Linked DNA regions of Sus scrofa: regions 1 and 2 are each linked to region 3. The links are chromatin contacts, called in public HiChIP or PLAC-seq maps. All regions are on one chromosome and are shown on one strand. Each heading gives the region's core, a stretch centred on a gene start, on an enhancer-like site or on the middle of the called end of the contact. The rest is flanking DNA. Distances are from core to core; before and after follow the strand shown.

Region 1 (4,141 bases), core at 1,019-3,518, 560 kb before region 3:
ATTCACATACTTGATTACAGCCGTGGCACTTCTACCTGATAATTACATCTTCTGTGAGAGATGGTGCTGGAAGCCCTGTAGCACAGCAATGGGGATGAAACCCCAGCTTTCAGGTTCAAGTCAGTCAGTGGGTAATGCTACTCCCTTTGTTCACATCAGAAGCTTTGTCTCTAAATTCACTAATGGTTGCATAGTTTCATGACTTGATGAGTATGGACAGTCATTTCTTAAGGACAGAACATTCCTCTTTTTCAAACCACGTGAGCAGGAACTGCCGACGGCTGCTCTGGGATTTTTAATGGGACTAGTAAGCCCTGTAATTACTATTCTGGATCACTGTTGCTCACCCTCTCTTTTGCCAAGTTGAGTAAAGGTCACCTAATTTTTCTTCATCAAAACACAAAGTGTCCCGGGAAAAAAATTGAATTTGTTGCTAAATGAAAACCAGTTAAAAATCTGAAGCCAAAAATTGTTGGCAACTTTCATGCTGAATTATGCAGTTTGCACATTTCAGGCAGCCTGTGGGTCCTGAGGCTGTCGCAAAATAACAGGGGAGTGTGACTCTTTCTCCCAACAGAAAGGGCCTCTGCCCAGTGGTCTGGGCCTTGGGCCATTGCTAAACCTTGCTGCTGCTCCCAAGGAAAGCGCTCTGTTTCACTCACAGATGGAACTGTTATGCTGCTGAGAATACACATTTTCTAAATTAGTTTTTCTAAGCATGGAACAGTCTAGCTCTCCACGGGTCCGTGAGCTATGTCTTGGTGCCTCACGACAATGGTAAAGGCAGTTCTCGGTGTCAGTACTCCCTCATGGTGCATCTCCAGCTCGTTCTTCCAGCACTCTTGGGCACCCCCTGTCTATGCCGGGGCCCTGGCTTCCCAGCATGGCCCCCCTGCAGTACCCACTCCATCCCTTCTTCAACTTCTAGGTGCCCGGGGGTCCAGGTCTTAGAGCTAAGTGACCCACTGATTCACTGTGATGAATCAGATCTTCATCATGCATCAGGCATTAATCCAATCTGGTAGCTCAAAGCAAATAATGGTTTACTCAAATGACACATTAGTATTATAACAAAGTTCCTTAATGCTTAACCCAAAAGAATGACAAGGAGTGGGAGTTCTGAGACAAAGGATGTGGAGACTTTTAGGCTTGGGACTAGAGGGCCATTCGAGGACTCTTCCGATCAAACCACAAAGGCAGCTGCTTTTCTCACCTGCCTTTTAGGTTGCCGCTGCACATAGTTGAAAGAGAACTCTGCTGCTGTTCTCAGGCATGGGTTTCCCTATCAGGAGTCTGCCTGCGCAGGAGGAATGCTTTGCTTTTTTTTAATTGCTTCATGAACCATAATATATACTGTCTCAGAGGAGCCACTGGGGTTGTACTATAGATCTTACCCTGCACTGACTACTGTGAAAGATGTATTAGAATCTTAAATAGCTGAAGGAGGGAATCAGACAGTTTCTGAACCAAGCAGGCCCAGGGGACCACTGCAGTCTTCATTTCCTGTGTGCCTACCTACAAACCTCCCTTTGGTCTGTATAACGCCTGTTAAGGAACCTGGCTCAGGAATACCCTGCCCTTTTCTATTATACTTGGAGGATTCTACTACCAGGTTCCTTTTCTGTTCAAATATGTAAAACATTGATTTTGGAGTTATGAGAGCTTTATTCCAGTCCTGGCTCCATTAAAATGGATTTTAAATGTTAAACAGTTGATTTCAATGAGACTATTCTGAGAGTTAGGTGAGACAAAGGGTGCAAAAGCTCTGTAAAAAATTTAAAAGGATTATAAGGGGTCTCTCAAACACCCGCAAAGGCACCTGGCAGCAAAACCAGAAATGACTCTTGTGCTTAACTACCCACCCCTAAGGCACAAGGTGGGGTACTGGGTCTCAGAGCAAAGCAGGAGTCTAGGTGCTAGAACTAAACAGTAAGTTCAGAACAGGAAACACAAGATTCACATAGGGCTGAATTTCTTGAGCTCGCTTATGCTCTCCCTACCCTTGACAAGGTTGGTCCCAGAAAATGAAACCAGACAGAGGCTACAAAAATGACTTCTTAGCAATGAGACTGGAGCATTGTGGATAAAAGGCAACCAGTAGATTATAGAATTTTTTTTTAAATAATGAGATTTTACAGACAGATTCCATAAATGTTTTTTAGCTTAACAGGATTCTTAAAGGCAATTTCAATACTTATGTTTTAGGACATGGCCCTGCCTTTAGTTTGTGTGATAATGAGCCATGCTATGACAAATGTACCTTGGCAGTCCTCTTAGACAGCGGAATGCCAGTGGCAAGTACCAGCAGGAGTGGCAGGTGTACGAATGATCCAAGGATCAAGTGAAGCAAGGGATCCATCTGGCAGTTTCTCAACATCTAGAAAAACAAAATTACCAATGAGAGGGGGTGTGGAGTATGAGGGTCAGGCAAAGTAAAACAAGCTGCAGGGCTATGATTCATGAAGCAGGATTGCCTAAAAGCCCAGCTTGAGAAGCAGTGCAGTCTTTATTGGATACAGGAAGAAAGCAACGTGGTCCACCCACTGGTTCAGCTTGTTCCCCCATGGGCTTTGGTGTTGACAACTGCAGCAGCAACACAAACTGGAAGTCTACAGAGCACTTTTACCTCTCTTTTCCTCCTTTCCATGGGACAATGTTTCTTCAGATTCATTTGGCTTTAAAGAACCAGGAGCTGTTCAAACTCTTCCAAGCAAAGGAAGCTTTGTCATAAAACTTTAACAAAGAGTTCCTGAGAAGCTAAGAAGACGAATTTTAGCAGAGTAAGACATCATGGGCAATCCAATCAGTACTAAGGCAAAATGGTCTCTCAATTCATCACGGCATCCCTATCTCTTTCTAAGCCTATTTCTTTCCATACTCTGATATCTCAGTGTATTTCCACTGCGTACTCACACTTCTGGATTCTCAAATTTCAGCTTAAATATGGCTCTGCCTTATCATAGCCATCTGGGATGTGGGTAGGAGAGATTTGCTTGAAAAGGATGTGACCAGGATAGTCAATAATTAGAACACACTTTGTTTATTAAGAATTGCAACCTACAGTAGGGAAATTGTTAAGAGTCAGGAGAGTACTGACTCCATAAGCACAAGAACTATTCCATTTTGTTTATCATGGCATTCACAATGCTTAAAACAGTGTCTAGTACATAGCAGTCCAATGATTAACTGAAGAATTTCAGAAAGCATTACATGCTTATCCTTATAATCAGAGTATTATGTTTCACAATAGAGGAAAAGCACAAAAGAGAATTTTAAGAATTAGAATTCCCAATGAAGTCCTACTGCATGGCACCAGGAGCTATATCTAATCTGTGATAGAACATGATGGAAGATAATATAAGAAAAAGAATGTATATATATATATGTGTGTGTGTGTGTGTGTGTGTACAACTGGGTCACTTTGCTATACAGCATAAATTGCCACAACATTGTAAATCAACTATAATAAAAATTTTAAGAAATATATTAGAATTCCTGCCTTTTAAGGAGTTCTAATCTAATTGAAAAATGTCATGCAGATATAAAATCATACAGCTATAATGTGTTTATCAGTAACAGTCCTGAGAAAAGTAAATGTTATACTTAATAGGACAATTGAGGAAACTTAATCGAATTTTTTTTTTTAAGTTAAGGGAAATAAACAAGGGCTGGTATATCACTGGAGAATTAGCAGGAGACCAGAATGTCACATCCTTAGATCTGAAGACACAAAAGGAGAGAGAAGCTACTAGAATGGTAAGAAGAAGGTGTGATTGCACAAGAGAGCTGCTGGATGGGAACTGTGGCTTTTGGGAGAGGTAGCTGGGGAGGTGGGAAAATAAAAACCTTGACTTCATGCACCTCCCACATCTGATTTCTTACTTGTGCCTCCACTGATGGACCCCCTGCCTGAAGACAAAAGGCAGGGGAGCTCAAGGCAGTATATAGAGCTACCCTTATGGTGCCTACATAGTCCAAGGCAGAGAAGGATGAAGAATACATCATATGAGGAGTGTCTGTCGTAGCTCAGTGGTTAACAAATCCAACCAGGAACCATGAGGTTGTGGGTCCGATCCCTGGCCTTGCTCAGTGGGTTAAGGATCCGGTGTTGCTGTGAGCTGTGGTGTAGGTTGCAGACGTG
Region 2 (3,958 bases), core at 105-2,604, 660 kb before region 3:
TTTTTTCTATTATAGATGATTTACAATCAATGTTCTGTCAATTTCTGTTATACAGCAAAGTGTTCCAGTCATACACACACACACACACACACACACACACACACACACACACAGATGGCTGCACCCGTGGCATATGGACGTTCCCAGGCTAACGGTCGAATTGGAGCTGCAGATCCCAGCCTATGCCACAGCTCCAGCAACTCGGGATCTGAGAGCCGCGTCTGAGACCTACACCATAGCCTAAGGCAACACCAGATCCTTAACCCACTGAGTGGGGCCAGGGATCAAACTCGCATCCTCATGGATACTAGTCAGGTTCATTTCCATTGAGCCACAACGGGAACTCCAGTCTTGCTTTTTAGAATATTCTCTTTGGTAGCAGTGTGGTTACAGTGATAGAGAATTAGAGGAGAAGACTGGGGGTAGACAGACCAACTGGGTGGTGGAGGTGGGGATGCAGAGAAGTAAACCCAGCAGCTTCTCGAGGTGCTTAGGAGTAGGAACCATCTAGAACTGTTGACTGACTGAGTAAGTGGTGTGTTGAGAGAGGGAGAGACAGAGGATGCTCCAGGTTTCTGGTCTGAGAAAACAGTGCCGGCTGTTGATGCTGAAATATGGAGCACGCTGGAAGGAACAAGACTGAGAGGGAAGGCGATGCGCTCGGCCTTTGACTTTCAGGGTTTGGCCTCTGCGGTTAGGTGGCTGCTGTACAGAGAGCCCTGGGTGTGGGTGAGGAGGAGGGGTCAGTCATTTGCCCATGAGTGGCCAGGAGGGCAGCAGGATGGAGGAAATGCCCCAGGGAGGAGAGGTTAGAGTGAGAAAAAGAAGGCCTAGGGGGTACTGAGACCTCCCTGCCCCCCTTCAGGAAAACCATCACAGAATAAGAGCACATCCTCCAAGCCCTCCCTGGGATGTGAGGGGGACTAGGATACATAAGCAGTTGTGTTGTGCCTCTGCTGCAGTGGATTTCCGAAGTCACTGAAGACTCTGTGTTAGTTTGTGGTTACAGAGACTGTGCTGCCACTGGGGACTCTGTGCCCTCCTTGCAAAAACGGAGCGCGGGGGCCTCTCTGCCTTGCGGTTTTGGAGAGCAGGGCCCTGCTCATTCCTGAGGCGGGGGGGGGGGGGGAGGGACATTGGGCAGATTTAAGTTTCTCTTTTCCTCTAAATTGCAAAAGCACAAAATTAGTGACTTTTTTGGATGCCCCCGTCTAAATGTTCACACTTGAGAGAAAATCGCCCTCTCCAGGAAGTGAGTAATAAATCTCTCTCACCAATGGAAGTCGCTACATCCTGAAACAACAATCGTCAGCTGAAACGGAGAAAAAAAATTCAACATTCCTTCCCACCATGAAACCCTCTTTCTCCAAACACGTGTCGCTCTCGGACGATAGAGAGCACCATTATGCAGACCGCTCGGCCTTCCTCAGGACTTTTGCCCAGAAACATAATTGGCTGTGACCAAATGACCATGGCAAACTGCCCAGGGTGTGAAAATGTTTAGTCAGGGTTGTGGCTGGAGGGGCTCTGCTGGGTAAGGCAGGTTGAATGAGCAAACCCGGCCAAGTGTACACAGATGTGGCCAACGTTCAATGTGAAGAGAGCGCGGCTGGGGAGGGGACGTGGAAGGAGAGATTTGGACATATGCCCTTTAAGTCGTTTACATCTTCATTTTGCAGGCTCTGTGTGGGTGTGTGTGTGTGCATGTGCGTGTGTGTGTGTGTGTGTGTGTGTGTGTGTGTGTGTGAGAAACAGCTGAGCGTTGCTTCTTATCCTTTACCTGTGTTTTGCCCTCATTGTCAGGCTTTCTAACCTTTTCTCTGCCTCTGGTCTTGCTTCTTTCACGTCCATCTTCCAAACTGTCACCAGAATGAAATGCACCCCCCCCCCCATAATCTGCTCCAGACTCTGCCAGGGCTCCCCTGCTCGGCTGTGGGTCTACACACCCTGGATGCAGAAGGGACGACATGCCTGATGCCCAGACTTGGGCCAATTCACCCAGAAAGAGGAAATCTGCTCATTTAAACTTCAAGGGAACTTTTTTGATTCATTCTATAACATACCCGTGTTTGCTTTGATAAAAAATTATTTTAAATTACTTATCACTGAGGAAAAATGAATTCTCCAGGAAGATGCACTATTTCATCCCCAAAAGTATATGCGTCCCAGTTTAAGAAAGTGGGACCTGGGGGAACCTGTCCCAGCTCCGATCTGGGGCTCCTTCTTTTCTACAAATTAATCTAAAGCAAGTTCCTACATGGAAGTGGGGCAAAGCATTTATTTTCTGATTGTGTCTATTAATATATATCTGATTATTGATGCAGTCATTCTATTTGATACTGACATGGGATAGCACAGATGTTAGGAAAGAGCTAAGCAGTTCTAAGCTTGATTCCTGGTTCTGTCATTTGCCATATATGTTACCTCATGGAGCCTCAGTGTCCTCAGCTGTAAGATGGACATTAGAGTGGTGACTGACTCCTGGGGGGAGCATGAGGACTCAATGGGATGTCTGCAAGGTGTACAGCATGGGTCACATAGTAAGAGTTCAATGCACATAAACAATGATGCTATGGAAATCATCTTAGAGGTAATTCAGATACACATCTGCTCTTTGTACCTTCGGGTATCGAATCCACAGAGTCAACCAAATTTGAATCAAAAATATTTGGAAAAAAATCTAGAAATTCCCCCCACCCTCCAAAAAAAAACCCCTGGATTCAAGGCCCACCAGCTTCTATTTACCTAACATTGACATGGCATTAAGTATCATAAGTAATCAAAGGAGGATTTAAAGTATACGAGAGGCTGTGTTTAGGTTATATGCAAACACTATGACATTTTATAAATGGGTTCAGGCATCTGAGGGTTTTGGTATCCATAGGAGGTCTTGGAACCAATCTCTGCAGATACCGAGGGAGGACTGTGGTTACAGACAGTAAATCATCCCAGGCAGATATAACCGGGTTGATTAAATTAGATGATTTCCAGGCTAGGGGTCACATCAGAGCTGCGCCCAACCTAAACCACAGCCACAGCAACAGGGGATCCAAGCCGCATCTGTGACCTACACCACAGCTCACAGCAACGTCGGATCCTCAACCCACTGAGCGAGGCCAGGGATCGAATCCATGTCCTCATGGATCCTAGTCGGGTTCATTAACTGCTGAGCCATAAAGGGAACTCCAGAAAGAAACAATTTTTAAAAGGCTACTTTGCATTGTGCCAATAGATATTTCAAGACTACTAAGATCTAGAATATAAATAAGAAAGGATTTAAGAACTCATTATAAGTAGACATTAAGAAATTATAGAATCATATCACTTTTTTTGTTATGCTCAGTTCTGATGAGCATGCTATTTTGACATTCTGTGTAATATAGTTTGTTGTACTAATATGTCTTTCTCCAGAGCAGAAATATCTCAGAAACTTAAGCAAAGAATATAAATAAATAGGAACATCTGGTAGAGAAGCTGAAGCAGATGTGCAGATTGAGGTACATCAAAGAAAAGCCCACTATTATCCTGGTGACTGACTAGTGGTGCATAATATAAACAACTTATAGAAATGGAAATTAATGGTCCAGAGGTGTCAGCTCACATAAAAATATATCTGAAAAGCAAGCAACATTATTTAAACAATAAATGATTGCAGTATAAAAAGTGAGCACTCAGATGGATAAAGGGCCTTGAGAGAAGATGCACTGAAGAGCCAGAAACACCGAGTGTTTGGTTCTGTGTACAGGCAAATGCTTTCCTTCAATGTGGGGTAAGAGCGTCTCTCTGAGATTGTTCTCACACAGCCCAGCGCATACTGGATAGATGACTGTTTCTGAATGGATAGGTCACATGTGGGGATTAACTGACATGTTTAATGCTATTGTGTACACACAGCTATGCATCTGTGGGACCAAGTGAAAAGGGTCACATGACATGCCACTTTTCAATTCAGGAAGCA
Region 3 (4,164 bases), core at 1,053-3,552:
ACTGGCTGACTGACAGACAGGCTTTGGTGGGGATACAATTTACCAACTGGTTGCAGAGACCTGCGCTTCAGGGACATGGGGGAGGGGGCAGCTCAGGAGAGCTGGAAGGGAAAAGAGATGCAAAAAACACCTCCCCTATATTCTGGGCGCACAATTCTTTGTCACATATACATTATATGCACATATACAAGCTTATTTAGTTTTTTTTTAAACTTAACTTGAAAAGAATAAATACATAGACAGTCATTCATTCTCTCAACAGAAAATTCACGAAATATCTACCAAGTGCAGGGCATTTTACTATACTCTCCTTTAGAAAAATGTGTGTGCATGTGTGTAAGTACAAATTCACTCAGCAAATTCCGATCTGGTTTCATGGAAGGTTTGTGAGACTTTCAACTCTGAGCAATCAGAGTGATGGGGCTCAGACTTCAGGATACACACACTTTGGGTCAATGCCAGAGGTGGTAATAATTCTGCTGGCACCCTAGGAGTTCACACTTTTCCTCCTGTGCAGGTGTGGAAGTGGGGTGGCTCCAACTTCCAGTCCTACTACCTTTGGGGGAAATGCAGAAAAGCAGAGTGTGCTAGAGCCCTTTTAAATAATGCTTTCCATTCCTAAAGCCTGGTCTCCTTCCAGGAGCGATCTAAGGAGCTTGGGATTTACAAACCCTGCAACCATAGAGATTCTTTTCAATACATATATTAGAAAGAAGGAAAGATTGATTTAGGTCATTTTCCACGGATGCATACTTCACTAGCATGCCCTCATGCCCCCAAACATGGACACACGAATACACATTACTATACAAATTCCTTTACACAGCCTGTAGTCATACCTACAAAAAAAGCAGAATGGGGGAAGGGTGTCTTCAGTTTTCCTTATTTCCCCAATTCTGAAACTCTACAAGTAGGCTGAAAATATCACTTAGCTTTTTAACAGCAATTTTCATAAGCCCTTTTCAACTTATCTACTTAATCAATGCGTGACCAGCCCAGCAAACACTAACCTGGAAGTGTAGCAACAAATGAGCCAGTAGTCTGTGGCTTCATGGCATAGTCGGTGAAAATCAGATTTACACGCCCTAGTATCAATGCTGAGACCCTCTGAGACCTACCCGAGCTGGTGAATCAGGCTCAGCAGCCTTGCGTGTACATATACAGCCTTGCATAAACAAGCATATTCCTGGGCTGTGACTTTGAATTCTATGATGACCCAAGCCAAGCAGACCGATACCAGTATAGGGATTCTGTCTACAGGTGTCTCTTTTTTTGGTCCAGTTCGGGGGAGAGTGTGACAAAGTGGGTGGAGAGGAAGATAAGATGACCCGAAATAGACAAGCTGACCACAAGATACAGTAGAAAATAATGCTGCTGGAGGGACTGGGGCAAAGGCGGGGGTGGGAACTGAACGCCAAAACTCGTCCAGATGCTGTTGTGTTCGAGCACAGCACACGCTGCACCAACGGCCGAGGCGGGTATAATTCTCCTAACGCGAAGGCAGTGAGTAGGTACTGCGAACCGAAGCCTCTTCCTTTTACAGATTCAGAGTACAGTGTAAACCGCACACGACCTCTCTAAACGTCCATTCACCTTGGCTATGTCTAGTGAAGGAGACAACGGAGAAAATCATCCAGCCCCAGCAAGCTGAAAACATTTTCACTTTCACCCTAAACAAGTGAAGTAAACGGCTTTTCCATTTCTGAACATCGCTCTTATCGTACCATCTCGATTTTGGAAATGTAGCCTCGGAATTAAACGCGCACAATCATTTCCACTGCACCTGTACAGGTGACGCACGCTCACGCCCCTGCGACGTCGGATCGTTAAAAGACGGAGCTGGGCAGCTACCACCCAGAATGAGCCCCGGCCGCGAGCTTCCCTCCCTGTACCGGGGGCAGTGGCAGTGGTGCGGACGGGTGGGAGAGGCAGCGGGGCTGCCTGCGGGCCCGGGCCGCCCACCGGCGCGGGAGCCAGGCGGGACGAGTCCAGCCCTGACCGCTCGGCGCAGGAAACGGGCGGTGCTCAACGCACCCTTCACAGCTCTGCGCTTTCTCCCCTTCGCGGGGCAAAGTGGAGGCGTATTCGACACTGGCGTGTCTGCGATTCAGACACAGACCAGCCTGCTGCGCCTCCTTTGTTGCAGGCGGGGAAGCCGCCCTGCGGGGCTCGGGGGAAAAGGGGGAAAGGGGGGAGAGGGGAGAGGCGGAGCCGAGCTCCAGGCCAGAATCCTAGGCCAGTCCTCTAGGAAGCCCAGCTCTGCGTCCCACTCCGCCTCTCGGTCCCGCGGGCTACTTGTACCTGACGCTCCCCGGGATTTCACATGCGCACGGACTTGAAGCAGCCTTGGATTCGGGCGCCCTGTGACCCCTCGCGAGGTTTCCGAGCGCCCCTACCCCGCCCCGCCCCACCGCGTACACCCCCGCCCCCCGCAACGTGAGCGGGTCGCAAGGGCGTTACGGCAGCCCGCGAGGGGGCAAAAAGCAGCCCCCCTCCGCCTTATTTCTAGGGGCTAGAGATGGAGAGGGGCTGGAGCGCCTCATCCACCGTAACCCAGGGATTGCCCTCTTCTCCGTTTTCAGGGAAAAAAAAAAAAAAGCCGTTTGAACATCTTTTTCTTTTTTTCCAGATTTTGAAAAGCCCCAGCCTCTTTTTCTTTTCCCAGCAAGGTCCTGCCCCGAAGGGTACAACTTCCGGAGAAGTGGGTCCCCGCTGTGAATTCCGTAGAGCCGGCGGGCCGAGCCCAGGGACTCCGATCGGCCAGTTGACGCCGCGTGGCCTGGAGTCGGGCCTGGGCCCGAGGGAGGCCTCCGGAGCAGACTCGTGGTGAAGGCCGAGGTCAAGGGCTCAAGGAGCCCATTTGCTCAGAGTTCTCGGCCTGACATTTTCTCCCCGGGAAAGGTCCCCTCCTCCTGCCCGCGGAGGCTGCCCCCTTCTTCTGCACAGTGGGCCGTAGAGCGAGGACGTAAAGCCTCAAGGAAGTCCTCGCTCATAAACCCCGAATCCCCGCCTCGGTTTTGTGGAGCGAGGTCTGGTTTTGTTTCGGCCTCGGTGTTCTGGGCTTTTACTTTACACTTTCGCGGCTCGCCCGGCCGACTGCACGAGCACTCCGCCGGCTCTCGGGCCGCCCCAGCCCCTGCACGCAGAGCAACGACCCCCCAGACTTAGTGTGCCCGCCCACGGCCCGCGGGAGGCCGTCCTCGGCTTCCCTTTCCTGGGGTTGATCCTCTGGCACAGAAAGGCCTTAGGGCCTCTTAATGCTAAGACATTAACCGCCTTGCGTTGCACACGGCACGAAGGTTTCAGACAGTCTCGTGCCCCAGCTGCGAAGGGTGCGGCCGGTGACCCCGGATCTCGGCCCGCCGCCCGCGGCCCCCTGGCCGGAGGCGGGCGGCCTGGGCTGTCTCTGCGTCCCGGGGGCCTTCTGAGGAGGCCTGGGTTCCGGCAGGGAAACGCCTCCGGAGCGAACCGAGGGGCGCACTCGCTTGTGAACGAGAACTTCTGACTTTTGTGGACGCAGCCAGACTTCAGGGCAGCCTGGGGGCCGGGGCTGGCTTTTCGACGATTGGGGTCGGCGGGCGCGGCGCAGTGTCCACGCCCTGCTCCTCCTGTTACGAACAAGTCCCCGAGCGGTCGTGGGCGGGACCGGGGGTCTCGGAACCGGAGGGGCTGGCTGGGTTGGGCAGAGGAGCGTGTGCGGGGCTCAGGGGTGGGGTGAGAGGTCTCGGGAAATGCCCCGACCCTGATTCCGAGGAATCCCAGGTCCCCCGTCCTCGCCATCCCGCTGAGGTCGTTAGCATCCCAGGACCCAGTGTCTGCGGCCTCTTTCTGCCGACTCAGCTTCCAGGAACCAAAAGAGAACTGTTGTGACTTCGCGACCTCCAGCACACTCTGGTGGAATCACCTCCTTTGAGGAAGGTGGTAATACTCAGTTCCTAAGCCGTCCCCCCTCCTTTCTCACCTCTCCACCTCGGGTAAAGCAACTGAGCACATCTAGGAAAAAAAGTAGTAATATCCGTACCAGAGTGAGGCAGAAGAAATATAACAGTCACAAGACTGCCCCCAGGTGATGGTTTTCGGCAACAACATCTCTGGGCGACTTGAGGTCGCTTTCTCTCTCTGCTGAACTAATGTCATCTGTGGTAGAAAAGTTATTGAAACCAA

Evidence for each region. HiChIP or PLAC-seq counts read pairs in DNA pulled down with a chosen protein or histone mark.
Region 1: an H3K27ac HiChIP or PLAC-seq map of skeletal muscle shows a contact between it and region 3, with 6 times the contacts expected there. The contact joins two enhancer-like sites. A contact is called at or near these places in 1 of 47 Hi-C or Micro-C datasets (embryonic fibroblasts) and 1 of 2 datasets of contacts at active chromatin or transcription factors (skeletal muscle).
Region 2: an H3K27ac HiChIP or PLAC-seq map of skeletal muscle shows a contact between it and region 3, with 5 times the contacts expected there. The contact joins two enhancer-like sites. A contact is called at or near these places in 7 of 47 Hi-C or Micro-C datasets (embryonic fibroblasts, epiblast stem cells, fetal heart ventricle and 3 more) and 1 of 2 datasets of contacts at active chromatin or transcription factors (skeletal muscle).

Annotation. Positions count from the first base shown.
Region 1 is chr4:102,455,933-102,460,073 of Sscrofa11.1, reverse strand. LOC110260334 (a long non-coding RNA gene) reads right to left here. Exons shown (of 4, transcript XR_002343455.1): 2 at 2,261-2,377. Among named protein-coding and RNA genes, the nearest start is that of SPAG17, 140 kb to the left of the region's middle. Within about 2 kb of position 2,268, at least 5 of the 83 cell types and tissues checked have an H3K27ac peak or open chromatin away from gene starts, as enhancers often do. A contact at or near this core is called in skeletal muscle, where this site is marked.
Region 2 is chr4:102,564,412-102,568,369 of Sscrofa11.1, reverse strand. The region is part of intron 3 of LOC110260334 (a long non-coding RNA gene); the gene reads right to left. Among named protein-coding and RNA genes, the nearest start is that of SPAG17, 30 kb to the left of the region's middle. Within about 2 kb of position 1,354, at least 6 of the 83 cell types and tissues checked have an H3K27ac peak or open chromatin away from gene starts, as enhancers often do. A contact at or near this core is called in skeletal muscle, where this site is marked.
Region 3 is chr4:101,900,284-101,904,447 of Sscrofa11.1, reverse strand. No RefSeq gene overlaps it. Among named protein-coding and RNA genes, the nearest start is that of TBX15, 17 kb to the left of the region's middle. Within about 2 kb of position 2,302, at least 11 of the 83 cell types and tissues checked have an H3K27ac peak or open chromatin away from gene starts, as enhancers often do. A contact at or near this core is called in skeletal muscle, where this site is marked.